Linked DNA regions of Zea mays: region 1 is linked to region 2. Evidence: chromatin contacts called from public Hi-C data. All regions are on one chromosome and are shown on one strand. The core of a region is the stretch at or near the end of the contact, and the rest is flanking DNA. Distances in the headings are between cores, read along the strand shown.

Region 1 (6,393 bases), core at 3,112-5,611, 250 kb before region 2:
GCCAAGGCAGGGCTGTCCTATGACACCCCAGAATCCAGCACGGTAGTCATACCTAGAGGATACAAGAATAAAAATGTCAAGTAACATTCCAGCCACAGATCACTACAGAACCCTAGAGCAGAACTAGGATGTTACCAGGAAACTTTAAAAAAAAATCAAATGCATACAGAAGGCACTTCATACCAGTATTCACCCGGATAGATTGGTCCAGCAATCTTCTCCGCCTTCCTCACAGCACGATCAGAAATGGGATAGCCATTGATGAACACCTTTGCTCTGCCATTGCCCATCCCACCGTTAATTTTAAAGCTCTTTTTTATCAGGCTGGAGAAAAAGGAGTCGCCCGATTTTGTGGCCCTTGGGTGATCGACGCATTGTGCTCCGTCACCTGGATCTTGATTGTACTCAGGATCATCAAACTCATCATCTGATGGGTCTAGCACGCTTGCTACAGGTACATCTTTCACTTTGTTTGGCTTAAAACTTTCAGTTAACACACCCTTCTCATGTTCAGACCGGGTGCTTCTGCTTCCTTTGCCTGACCCATCAACCACCATCTCTGATGGAGAATATCCAAAATGATCACGAAGAGGCAAACTTGGAACACGTATAACCACTTCAGCATCAGGAGGAAGGTCTCTAGATCCAGAGTTCTTCTGTGAGTTAGAACTAGCTCGGCTATTATCATCCTCAGAAATGCTGGCGGAAGATGATATGCATTGCATTTTGTCTGCTTCACTGGAATTCGATGGTAAATCTTTTTCTTGAGAGAAATGACTGCCTGCAGAAAAGCTATAAGATGGAAGAAGTCTCTCGTCAGCATTTTGTCCATTGCTTCCTTGGCCATTGTTGGAGTAATTTTTACTTCCAGGTGATAAGTGTGAAACTGGTGTAGGTGCTGAAACATCAAGCCTGTTTCCATCAAGTCTGACCACAATTGCATGTGAACATGACCCACAGCGCAGCTTGTACTCATCTTTTCCCAGCATGAGAGAATTCTTGGGAAGATGCAGTACTTCATAGCAATTGTAGCATATGGTAAAAGGGGCACCATTGGCAATTGGTTCACAAGTCTGTGCAGGTTTTTTACTCAGGGTGTCCCTCAGATGATTGTGTCGCATCAGACCATTAATACCTCTTGGATTGTAGTTCTGTGCACCAAACACCACCGGGCCTTCTACAGGGTTGTTCATAAGATATGGTGCCCTGCGATGGTTGAAACCCAGTGGAGCCCCATGAACAGGTAATAATTCACGATGGTAACAATGTAAGCAAGAGCAAGCAGGCTGATGGTAGAAGCCGTCATGGTGATAAGAGATCAGAGGGTCAGGATCATACTGTCCATGGAAATAGTTATCGAAGTTTCTCCATGGATAAGGGGCGGCTGGGTAAATAGGAGCTCCCATATGTGCAACAGATTGTCCGTATCCATGGAGATCTTGCTGTACAGATACTGAAGGATAAGCAGGAGGAACAACAGGTGCCTGTCCATTCAAAGAAGGTGAGCACTGAGAACCATTACGCTGCAACTGAGGTGAACCATACCGCAATCGACTCAGACGCTCATGAGGATTGTAGGAGCTTGCAGGATCCACCATTCTATTTGTTGAAGCATTCACACTTGACTTGTCAGCAATCTCGTAGGATCTCTGTACCTGGTCCCTCAACTCATCGAGCATCCGCAGAAGCTCAGTACGGTCTTTCTCAAGGCCACCGGCTCTGGTGCTAGGAACATCTAAATTCTTGTCACTCAGATGTCCCTTCTCACCGCTAGCATATATGAATCCTGGTTTTTTATGACACTCAGATGGCCCTTCTAAAGGGTAAGCATTAGAAGGGATGTTGCTAACCACAGGCCTTGGTGATCTGTCACTTGCCCTCGCTGGCTGCTTTGCTTCTCCTTTCTCTTCAAGACGAATGCGGCGGTATTTTGCCTCCTTAACTTCCCTGCTGTCATCTCTAAGTGCAGGTTCAAGTTTCATGGTGCAGTTGGGTGCACAAGTAGCATGGTTATCATCGAAACTGAATCCAGATTGGCTATGTGCAGCCGCCACCATTCTGTTGGGTGCAAATCTCTCTTCTGACCTAGCTTCGATCTTGTTGGTGTCTGCTTCTCGAACAGCACAGCTAGCTTCAGATGCTGCTCCTTTCTTATCTGGTAAACTCTCAAGCACTTCAAGGTACTTCACATGCTCAGTATCAGACTTATCTGAAGAAGTATCAGATCCTGAGCTCTTCTTTGCTGCAAATGGTTAACGGGGGAAAATGTGAACATGAGAATAAACATACAGGAAACATTTTTTTGGATAAAAACATACAGAAACAATCAGCTAAACAATGAAAATATCAGAATATATACAAAGAACACACGTATTCAAAACAAAGAATGAGTAACCGAGGTTCCAAGATTTTGCACAGAATTACAGCCACGTCCACAACAAATTCTGTCAGTCAACAGTCAACACTGAGTATCCTAAGGTGACATTAGTGCAACAGCAAACACACGACCAAACATTGGAGAATGTTAACAGGGAATTAAAGAGAGAATACAGAACTGTAAGTGGACCAGTTTAAATAGAATGTTCCAATTATTTCCAGATGTTAAAATGAATGGAGACTCTTTCAAAAAAGAAACTAGGCACTCTCTGTTGCTAGCCACAGCCATTTTATGTGTCCAATCCAAAGAAATATGTCGAAGTGACAATCATAGTGAAGATCTAGAAAATCCAATGGGTTTAAGTTTTTCCCAGTTTGGGGACCACAAGCCGAGATGACTCCCCAGAAATGATCCATGCTCTGAGTCATAAGAAGTTATAAAATCAACATGTTTAAACAAGGTTACAATCTACCAGATTTTAAAATGAGCAACCCTTGTTCAACGCATGCAAATATAACCAGCAAAAACTTGCATCAAGGGGAATGTCCCAGAAGATAACTTCTGTAATTTTAATAAAAACAACAGGAGTGGGGCTGCGTACGAATTACTGAAACTTTTTGACTGCAGGCTGTGAAGAAACAAGGTTTGGCTCCAAATTACTGCGAAAACAGAATTGGGTTCACCAAAGACAGAAGTGCTTTTACTGTGCCATCGTACCAAGTGTGGCAGGATCGACGGCAAATCCGGAGGAAGTTGCGAATACAACAAGGGAGTCCTCAAAGAAGGAAACGAGCATTTCACAATAATGGGGACCAAAAGAAAAGAGACACTACACTGGATTGCGTAGAAACTATAAGAAACATGCGGAGAAAAATGGAATCTTTCGGAACTCAGAAGAGGACGAAACGAGCTGGTCATATCCGCGTCCCAGGAAACCGCCCAACCCAGCAGCAGCAGTCCCCACGAGGCAATTTCAAAGAGTAACCATGTGATTGTCGAGAAGAATCTCTTGTTGTGGCCGATTAGTGTGAAATTAGATTGCTGATCTAATGCAACAAAAAATGCAGGTGGATTGAGTAGAGATAGTAGACTACCACGAAGACAAGGATGCCCAATAAGAACAGGAGAGAAGTAGGGAAGGGAGTGATTGCAGACGAAAAAGGTGGGGGGGTGCACCGTGCACCTACCTTGGAGCGTGGCGCCGCAACCGCCGCAGACGTAGACGGAGTAATTGGGCAGCTCCGGCAAAAGTTTGTCGCACTTGGGGCAGCGCACCACCCGTATCTGCTGCTGCGGTGGCGGCGGGCGCTGCACCACGGAGCCGGAGCTGTCCTCCTCACCCTCCATGCACAATATGCCGTCGGCTCCTGAGGGCGCCTGAGCGCGACGGAATCCCTCGTCCCGCCGCGAGTCGCTCACAGCACCAACCGCCGCCGCCGAGACGGACGCATACAAGTCGGCGAGTGGAGTCAATCAAGGGAACGCGAAGCGGCCCGGCGGGGATCAGAGAAGCAATGCGCAGGAAGGGCGTGGCCGGCAAGGAAGAGGCCGGAGAGCAAGGCGCCAAGAGCGGCCCGGAAGGAAAACGGAGCCCGAGAGGACCGGCTGGGGAGGAAACCGAGAACGACCAGGTGCGCACAACCGCAACGCGACGCAGAGACAGGAAGGGGAGGGAGAAGAAGAGGCCGAGCAGGCGGGCGACCGTGATGAGGCGCCGCTTTTTCTCCTCTCTGTCTCTCTCACCCCCGCGCGGGGTGGGACGCCCGAATGCCCCCCTGGCTCAGTCGGTCAGGCGGTGAGCCACTCCACTCGACCACTCCAGCCCAGCAAAGCTCCCTCCTTTCCTTTGCGACTGCCTCGTTGCCGTCTGCCTTGGGTCTCCCTCCAACTTTGGCTGCTGTCTTTCGGTCTTTCCTCTCGCTGTGTCCCTCCTTCTGGCTTTGTGTTGGGCGCCGAGGTGAGGGTGTGACCGCGTGAGGCGAAGGTGACTGAGGAGGTAGAGGACTGGAGGTCAGGCGTTGTGCCGTTGTATGCTGAATAAAGAGGGTACGGTAAAAATGTTGTTTAAAGAAAGGTATAATGTGGCTTTGCTCAACAACACGGTACAGTACATAAAGTTATCTCCACCAGATCCCTATTATATCTCTCTCGTGATCTATTTTAAACTTCTCTTTATAAATAATGTTAAACATTATCATTTACCATCTACCGTTACACGTCTGCTATTTTTCATACACTACTAGAGACAGTCAAGATCACTCTGCTCTTACGCAACGCAAACAGCCCCCTCTGAGTCTTCTCTCCTGCTGCCAGGTTGCGTAAAATGTCGACAATGCAGCGGCATGTTGCATTCCTGATGGTGAAACCCCCACCCAACCCGTACTCTAGAGTGGGATTATTTTTCTTTAGGGCTAGTTTTGAAATTCAAATCTCCTCTAAAATTGGAGAGTGAGGAATTTTTCTATTGTTCATCATGTCTGGGTAGTTTTGCCATTGAAACAAATTTATAAAGGTTGTTAGTTTATCTCTATCATCATCTCTATAAACAGTACAATATATACACGATTTGTTGCTCATATCATTATATAAAGATTCGTCGATCTAGATGATTCAAATCAATTGGTTCCAGGTTCCAGCCATATGCGCTAATTTTAGGCTGCCTTTTGGAATATCGGATTTGAGAATCCGACCGTACATTTTATTCAAGAAAATTCAGCATAAGATTTATAATTGATATTCTTTTCTTGCAGCACATCCATATACAGGTAGGGGTATTCATAGGTAATTGAGAGGGATAGTGGATCCCCAAATACTATTATACACCCAATTATCTTCTACATTCCCAAAATATTTTTTTAACGGGGTCATTATAATGGACAGAGTATAGTAATTCCGCGCACTAAAAAATCTACACCGCAAAGGAGCTTACAAGTGGGACCATATGACTGTGGGGCAGAGTCATGGGTTTCTCAGTAGCCTGTCGAGGCCTCCACTCATGTGTCGCACCCTTGGTTCTGCAAAGTCACGTCCTTGCCTTCGCTTGGACTGGGCGTTCGCTGTCTGAGAGAAGACCTTCAGTGTACGTTTGAGCCTACAACGAGCCCCCTTCTCGTCTATCGCGGGCCCTCGCCTTCGCTACCCTATGGAAGGGCGTCAAATCCAAAGTACCATTCGTTTGATGTTCATGTGTAAGAAATGTCTGGTCGTAGTTGCGTTAGAGAGATCGAGGTCAAGTTCGGCCTCCGCTCCAACACTACCCCCGAGGGATCAGTATTGAAGTGGCCCGAGGGGGATGGTCGAACGTTGGTCCCGAAGTCTTTTTACATGGGATGGCCAAACGCTGCCCTCGATCACATGTTGAAGTGGCCCGAGGGGGTTTTAGTAATGTGACTGCTGCGGGATGTGATCGTTGGGGGATGCGATGTTTTTACTATTGGGCCTTTGGTTTCCCGAGGCGTTTTCTGGTCTATAAAAACTGACGCTGCCCATGAGGTAAAAACTTTCACGCGCCGGCACGAAACCCTCGTTCGTTCAGTTTGAAAAAGCTGCTACACGCCTTCTTGCGCTGCTCACGCCGAGGAGGTTTCTCGCCGCCGGTGAACTAGCCCATGTGAAGCAGATCGCTCGCCGCCGCACACGGTACGTAATGCCATCTTCTCCCTCCTCGTCGTCCACCCCGACTGCGCCATCGAGCGCGCTGTGCTCGGAGAAGACGGTTAGCGATTCAGTGACGGGTGTGGATCTATTGCCGGAGCACACGGTGGAATTCGGTAGGTCGAGGATCTACTCGGGCCGCGTGCATGAAATGCAACGCTTAGGGTATTTTGGAGATGGTGTGGGGCGTGCTCCGGGAGACAACGAGGTCCCGGAGCCAGAGGGGGAGTTGGTTGTTTTTGAAGTGTTTTTCACTGATGGTCTTCGATTGCCTGTGCATCGATTTGTCGTCGAAGTCCTGCAGCGTTTCGAAGTCCAACTTCACCAGCTTATGCCCAATGCCATGGTGGCGTTGGCGAAGT
Region 2 (6,469 bases), core at 3,068-5,567:
ACCGCCGCGCGCGGAGCGTGTAACCGCCCAGCGGTTACAAGCACTCCTCCACCTTCACCTAAACCAAGCAGGTGAAAGGGAGGATCCCCATGCAGGTGGCATGCAACTACACCACGGAGACGCACCCTTTCGACTTCGACGCATCCAGCATGGAGGCCCAGGCCCACACGTCATGTAACCGGCGCATCGGTTGCTACGTGCGAAAAACTGCACCGCTACTTGCACCAGTACCGCGCCTTCTCGACTGCGGAACCGGTGCCGCGACTCGAGGCAACCCTGCGCATGGCCCAATAGTGCCAACCAAGCACATCGGTCACAGGTCAATCAGCTGCGGGAGAAGGCGCGACGGTCGATATGGCCAAAAGTGGGCCGGCAGTAATGGCAGCAGCAGGTGGGCGGAAGCAGCAGCCAAATCATCTGCAGGCTCACGTCCCCTCCTGGAGCAGCAGGGGAGCCCTCTCCCACGGCGTGAAGACGACACGCCCGTGTTCCGTCCCTCGAACGACTCGCGGGCGCACAACGGCTGCCCCGCGAACCACCCGTCCCGTCGCATTAACTTCGCGGTAGGGCAGGTGACACCTTTGGCAGGCGAAGCGAGCGACACTTCACCTCCGCCATGATGACCGCGTCAAAAAAGGTGCGCCACATCATTTAAATTCATATCCTTTTCTCCTTCCCCTTTCTCTCTCTTGCTACAGGGACCGGGAAAGGGGATACTCCGAAAGGGATCCTTCTCCGCGAAGGAAACGGGCCCTGAGCCCTCCTACTGATCAGGGGTTCGAAGGCTGGCCCCTCAAAAGGGTTCGACAGCCGCCCCAGAGCACTCGGGCTCCAGACTCATTACTGATCAGAGGTTCGAAGGCTGGCCCCTCGGAAGGGTTTCGACAGCCGCCTCAGACCACTCGGGCTCCGCGCCCACTACTGATCAGGGGTTCGAAGGCTGGCCCCCGAAGGGTTCGACAGCCGCCCCGGAACACGCAGAGCGAGGGATGACTCTGGGTACGTCCGATACATGGCCGAGGCTCGGGCTACGCTCCCGAGGTACCCTAGGACATTTCCGAGACCAACAGGAGCGATTCTGTAACGGAATCCCATCAGAGGGAGGCATCGAGCCCTCGGACCCTATCAAACGGGACCGGGTCCGGCAAATCACCTGCAGGTACTTTTGGAGCGCGCTTCTGGGCCACTAGCCGACCCTTATCGAACGGGGCACGGGCGTCCACTCGGATCACCCGTTAGCAACTCACTGGAGACACCATGTTCGGCGCCCTCCGAGGGCAACATGGCGCTTTCCCCCCTCCTCCTTGCGGAAAGGCGACGAAGGGGCGTATGATAAAAGTCGAGTCAGTCCTTGACCGTCCTCTCGCTCTGTGCAGAGGCTTGTGGGTTGCTCTCCAAACCCGGCTCTGGCCAAACCGTTGACAGCGTCAACATACCAGCCCGAGAACTAGGAACCTGACCATGCACCCGAGCTACGGTCAGATCGCATGAGGGAACAACGAGACCGGACGAGGCGTCACGAAAGGCACTAAGACCTCGGAGGAGTCAAACCACTCCTCCGAGGCCTCGGGGGCTACACCCGGCGGGTGCGCTCGCGCGCACTCACCGGAACAAAATATAACCGAGAAAGGTCGGTCCCCTTGCAAAAAAGTGCGACAAAGCCTCCAAGCGAGTACCAACACTCCCTTTGAGGCTCGGGGGCTACTGTCAGGGACCATAATTAGGGGTACCCCCAAGACTCTTAATCTCGGCTGGTAATCACCATCAGCACAAGCTGCAAAAGCCTGATGGGCGCAATTCAGGCCAAGGCTCCATCCACTCAAGGGACACGATCTCGCCTCGTCCGAGTCCAGCCTCGGGCAGGAATAGTAGACCAAGGCGGATTCACGCCTCGCCCAAGGGCCTCCTCAAGTAACGGGCGCACCTTCGACTCGCCCGAGGCCCAGCTCGGGCAGGCTTCGCAGTGAAGCAATCTTGGCCAGATCGCCTCGCCAACCGACCGCATCGCAGGAGCATTCAATGCAAGGATCACCTGACACCTTATCCTGACGCACGTTCCTCAGTCTACAGGGCCGAAGTGACTGCAGTCACTTCACCCCTCCACTGACTGACCTGACAGGAAAACAGCGCCGCCTGCCCTGTTCCGACTGCTGTGCCACCCGCCAGGGTGAGGCTGACAGCAACCGAGTCCAGCCTCAGGCGCCATAGGAAGCTCCACCTCGCCTGACCCCGGGGCTCGGCCCCCGCCTCGACCTCGCAAGACGGCCTCCGCCTCGCCCGACCCCAGGGCTCGGACTCAACCTCGACCTCGGAAGACGGTCTCCGCCTCGCCCGACCCCAGGGCTCGGACTCAACCTCGACCTCGGAAGACGGTCTCCGCCTCGCCCGACCCCAGGGCTCGGCCTCAACCTCGACCTCGGAGGAGTCACCACCTCGCCCGACCTTGAGCTCGGGCCGACCACTTCATAGGGGGGGTACATCATTGCCCTACCCCTAGCTAGCTCAGGCTACGGGGAACAAGACCGGCGTCCCATCTGGCTCGCCCCGGTAAAACAAGTAATGATGACACCCCGCGTGCTCCCGTGACGACGGCAGTTCTCAGCCCCCTACGGAAGCAAGGAGACGTCAGCAAGGTCCCGTCAGCTGTGCTTCTACAGGGTTCAAGCGCTCCTCCGATGGCCACGACGCCACATGCACAGGGCACTAGCACCTCTCCGACAGCCACGTCGGCATGTACATAGGGCTCTGACTCCTCTCTGCTGGACACGTTAGCATATCGCTATACCCCCCATTGTACACCTGGACCCTCTCCTTACATCTATAAAAGTAAGGTCTAGGACCCTCGTACGAGAAGGTGGCTGCGCGGGAGGACGGGCTGACGGACAGACTCTCTCTCTCCCTCGCGAACGCTTGTAACCCCCTACTGCAAGCGCATCCGCCCTGGGCGCAGGATAACACGAGCCACGGTTCCCTTTTCCCCCCTTGTGTTCCATCTCGCGCCGACCCATCTGGACTGGGACACGCAGCCACAATTTACTCGTCGGTCCAATGACCCCTCGGGGTCGAAATGCCGACACTACTTTCAAGGTCTAAGAAATTGTAAGACGAATTTACACTTGAGGGTCGAGACGCATGTTGTATACTTGTATTAGTCTAGTATATAATGTTATCTACTTATCTTACTTTTTGAAAAAGTTGATGTTTTCAATTTTTAATGTAGTATTGAGGATGTTAGTACAAACGGTGTGTAATTACAAAGATATATATATTTTTATAAGACTATTCATTTATTACTTTTCTAGCCACAATGTTCTATATAATATCCATGACTAATATTTAAGCTATTTGAATTAATGTGTTTCTAAAAAACTATGATATATCTAGTAGTATACTGCTATAAGATTTCTAGTACTATTATATTAGAGCATGTTTGGAAGAGCTTCCAAACCGGTTCCAGCTTCGCCTCCTGCAGGGCCCTTCCAAACAGTCTAAAAAAGAACCCCTAACAAAGAACAATGAGTAGCTGGAGCTATTTTTATAGAGAGTAGCCGGAGCAAAAAAAACTAGATTATAGCGGCTCCTCTGCTCCCTAGTTTGCCCTTCTCTTGTGCCAAGAGAACCGTTTTGTCAAACAATTTGTTAAAAAACACTAACTTTTATAGAGGAGCTAATATTGAAGAGAAGTCGGAGACATACTAAACTGACCCTTAGTTAGCTTGAAGCATAAACCATTTTAAATCCACAATTGACTCATTTATTAACCTTTTAGGACATCTTCATCAGACCGATAAATGATCATGCAAAACACTGTTTTACACAGCAAATTGTACTGTTTGTATAATGAAGTTTGAAATATGAAGTAAAATATGGAGGGATAACGAGAGTCCAGAGATAGTCTTAGGCGTCGTTCGTTTCGGCCGGAACGGTCTATTCCTAGCCTCTTTCCGGGCGGGATGAATCAACCCGGTTTAGAATCCGGCCCAGTCTGTTAGAGCCGTTCGTTTTAATCTGGACCAGAAATAGACCCACCTGATTTAAATTCCCTTCGCTCAATTCTTGGTCTGGAACGAGTCCTGATGAGCTACCTCCTGGATTGGTTCCTGGGCTAGTGACCAAAAATTAGTGACAACACATGTATCACTCGATTCTGAGCTGCTTTCGATTCTGGCCTGGTTTGGACGCTGGCCTGCCGAACGGGGCTCGTTTGGGAGGCTCCAAATCGGTCGGTTTACCGGCCAAAACCCAGCCTCCACACACCCAGTGTAACATAAGACTCGTCTTACTATTTTGGCATTTGGAAGTCCACGGAAAGGGAAGCTTGACCCCGGTTCGGGGCGGTTTTCACAGGGAAGAAAAACACACCCCGGATGGTCGGGCACGTAAGCCCCGTCTCGTCCTCCAGATATCGGCCGCCACCTTCACCTCCACCGCCCCGGCGCACGTGCGCGTCTCCATCGTCGCCGCCTCTCCTCCTTCGGACACGACTGACCTTCCACTGGCGCCGACGAAGAAGACACATAGGAAGAAGCTCACCGCCAAACCTCATCCAGATCCAGTCGCTACCCTCCGAAAGCCGCATACGGAACGTCTCGTCTCTTCCTTTGGATCCGGCAGCCGGTGCTCCTCCTCCGGATCCGGTGGTCAACTCCATCACCCCCAGCTCCACCTCCCTTAGTCCCCCTCCATCCGCCCTCACCCACCGCTTCTATATCGCCACCTCTCTCGTTGTAGAAGACACTGAGGATCTGGTGAGCTTCCACCTTTTTATCTTATTCAGTTTAGATCTGTTGTCTATATTTGATTCTCGTTATGGAAGAAGCTGCTAGTGCTTGCTTGCATCATCGCTGAGGATTTGCTGGTAGAATAGATTAGTTTGATCGGTGCATCCATGCGTGTAATCTAAACTTGCAATCTAGAACTCCACCTAGAAATCTTTCTGTTTTGATTAGGTCTTTTCTGATAAATTGATCGGTGCATCCGTGCGTGCAGTTTAAACATAGCTTAGTTTTTTTAAACAGTGCACTTCAGGCTTAATTTTTTAAACAGCGCACTTTAGGCTTAGTTTATATTCTTGTTCCTATTAAGAACTGAGCAACTAGCCAAGCTGAGATCAAGTTACAGTTTACTAAATACTGGTATTTTAAAAAGGAACCCTCATGTAGTTGTGAGAGTAAATTTCTTCTTGTACCATAGTATATTAGCATTTCTTGGTTTTCAATTATATGTCAGTTTGCATTTCTCACAAACACATGCATTTATTCTCTGGTGCTATCAAGCTGATGCATCTTTTGATGAGCAGCACTGTGACTATGGTCATACTATTAGTGCTAGATGCTGAGTTACTGACAACAATAATCTCATCTGCTGTTTGGTGTGGTGGTTGTGTCAATAAATTTTTTTTCCGTCACCAACAGAGCAACTGCGATTTAGCAAGCGCTGCGCAATGTTGATGACCTCCATTTTCAGATTACTTGTTGTTTCTAGACCCGAAGAGTGTAGCTTCTAGTAATTATTTGTGCCTAGCTCTATATTTTTTCTTTAAAGAAAAAGGAAGAAAAGCATTAGAATCTTTCACGCTGAATTTAGAAGAAGCTCTATCATCAAACAATTTTTTATTGAGAAATAATTTTTCCAAACTTTTTCGAGCAGTTCTCTAGAATGAACTATGGAGCTGAGAGTTAAAAAAGCAGATTTTCTCATTTAGTTGATGCATGGAATCCTATATGTGTCACTGAGTTTACTTTAGAGAATTACAGAGAATCAATCTCTGATGATCAATGAATCGCCATACACAATGAACACAAGCAGGAAGAGCTCAACCAATCTGTCTCTTGCTAGCTGCTAGGGCTACTGTTTCCATTTTGCAGACTTTTTGATTTGTAAAATTCTTTTGTTGGTGCAAAATAGAATTTTTCTAAAAATAATTAAATATTTATATTGTCAAATAAAAGCACCAGCAATGGTACCTCCATGTTCATGTTTATAATTATCTGTGATTCTTGCATATTTCAATTACTATACTTATTTGTTAAGGTTAAGAAGTATTATCATGTGACCTGCCTTTTGTCCGTCTGTACTACTTGTTCGTAGATGTGCATGCTTGTCCCTCTTGCACTGCTTGTCTGTTACCTGCAACAATCTTTGCCAAACGGACACAGGGAACCTATGCCCCGCTGGACTGCACTACACGTGGGACAGGTAATGCAGGTATTGCCCCCGCTGGTTGTGGCTGGCCGGTGTGCAATTCACCAGGCTGCCAAACGAGCCCTTAGGATGCACCGACAAGTGTATCAGGTGCCAGGTGGTCTGGGTTTTCATTTTTAACCCACGGCTCGATCTAATAATCATGAAAAATATCTGATCCACCCTAACAAAATTCTGGATCGAAAAACTCAAAAAATAGCATCAGCGTCCACTCTGAGCGATCTGAACCCAACCGATCTAGCTCTGCTCGCCAGATCTCACGACG

What was found. Hi-C and Micro-C count contacts between places; a contact is called where the count stands out from the background.
Region 1: a Hi-C map of ear shows a contact between it and region 2, with 3 times the contacts expected there. The contact joins the promoter of LOC100383365 here to the promoter of LOC100283594 in region 2. A contact is called at or near these places in 3 of 25 Hi-C or Micro-C datasets (ear, endosperm and tassel).

Annotation. Positions count from the first base shown.
Region 1 is chr5:142,846,781-142,853,173 of Zm-B73-REFERENCE-NAM-5.0, reverse strand. It overlaps LOC100383365, which reads right to left and starts at 4,361. Exons shown (of 5, transcript NM_001362071.1): 1 at 3,565-4,361; 2 at 184-2,242; 3 at 1-52. The coding sequence starts at 3,724.
Region 2 is chr5:142,600,922-142,607,390 of Zm-B73-REFERENCE-NAM-5.0, reverse strand. LOC100283594 reads left to right here and starts at 4,317. Exons shown (of 9, transcript NM_001156495.1): 1 at 4,317-4,748.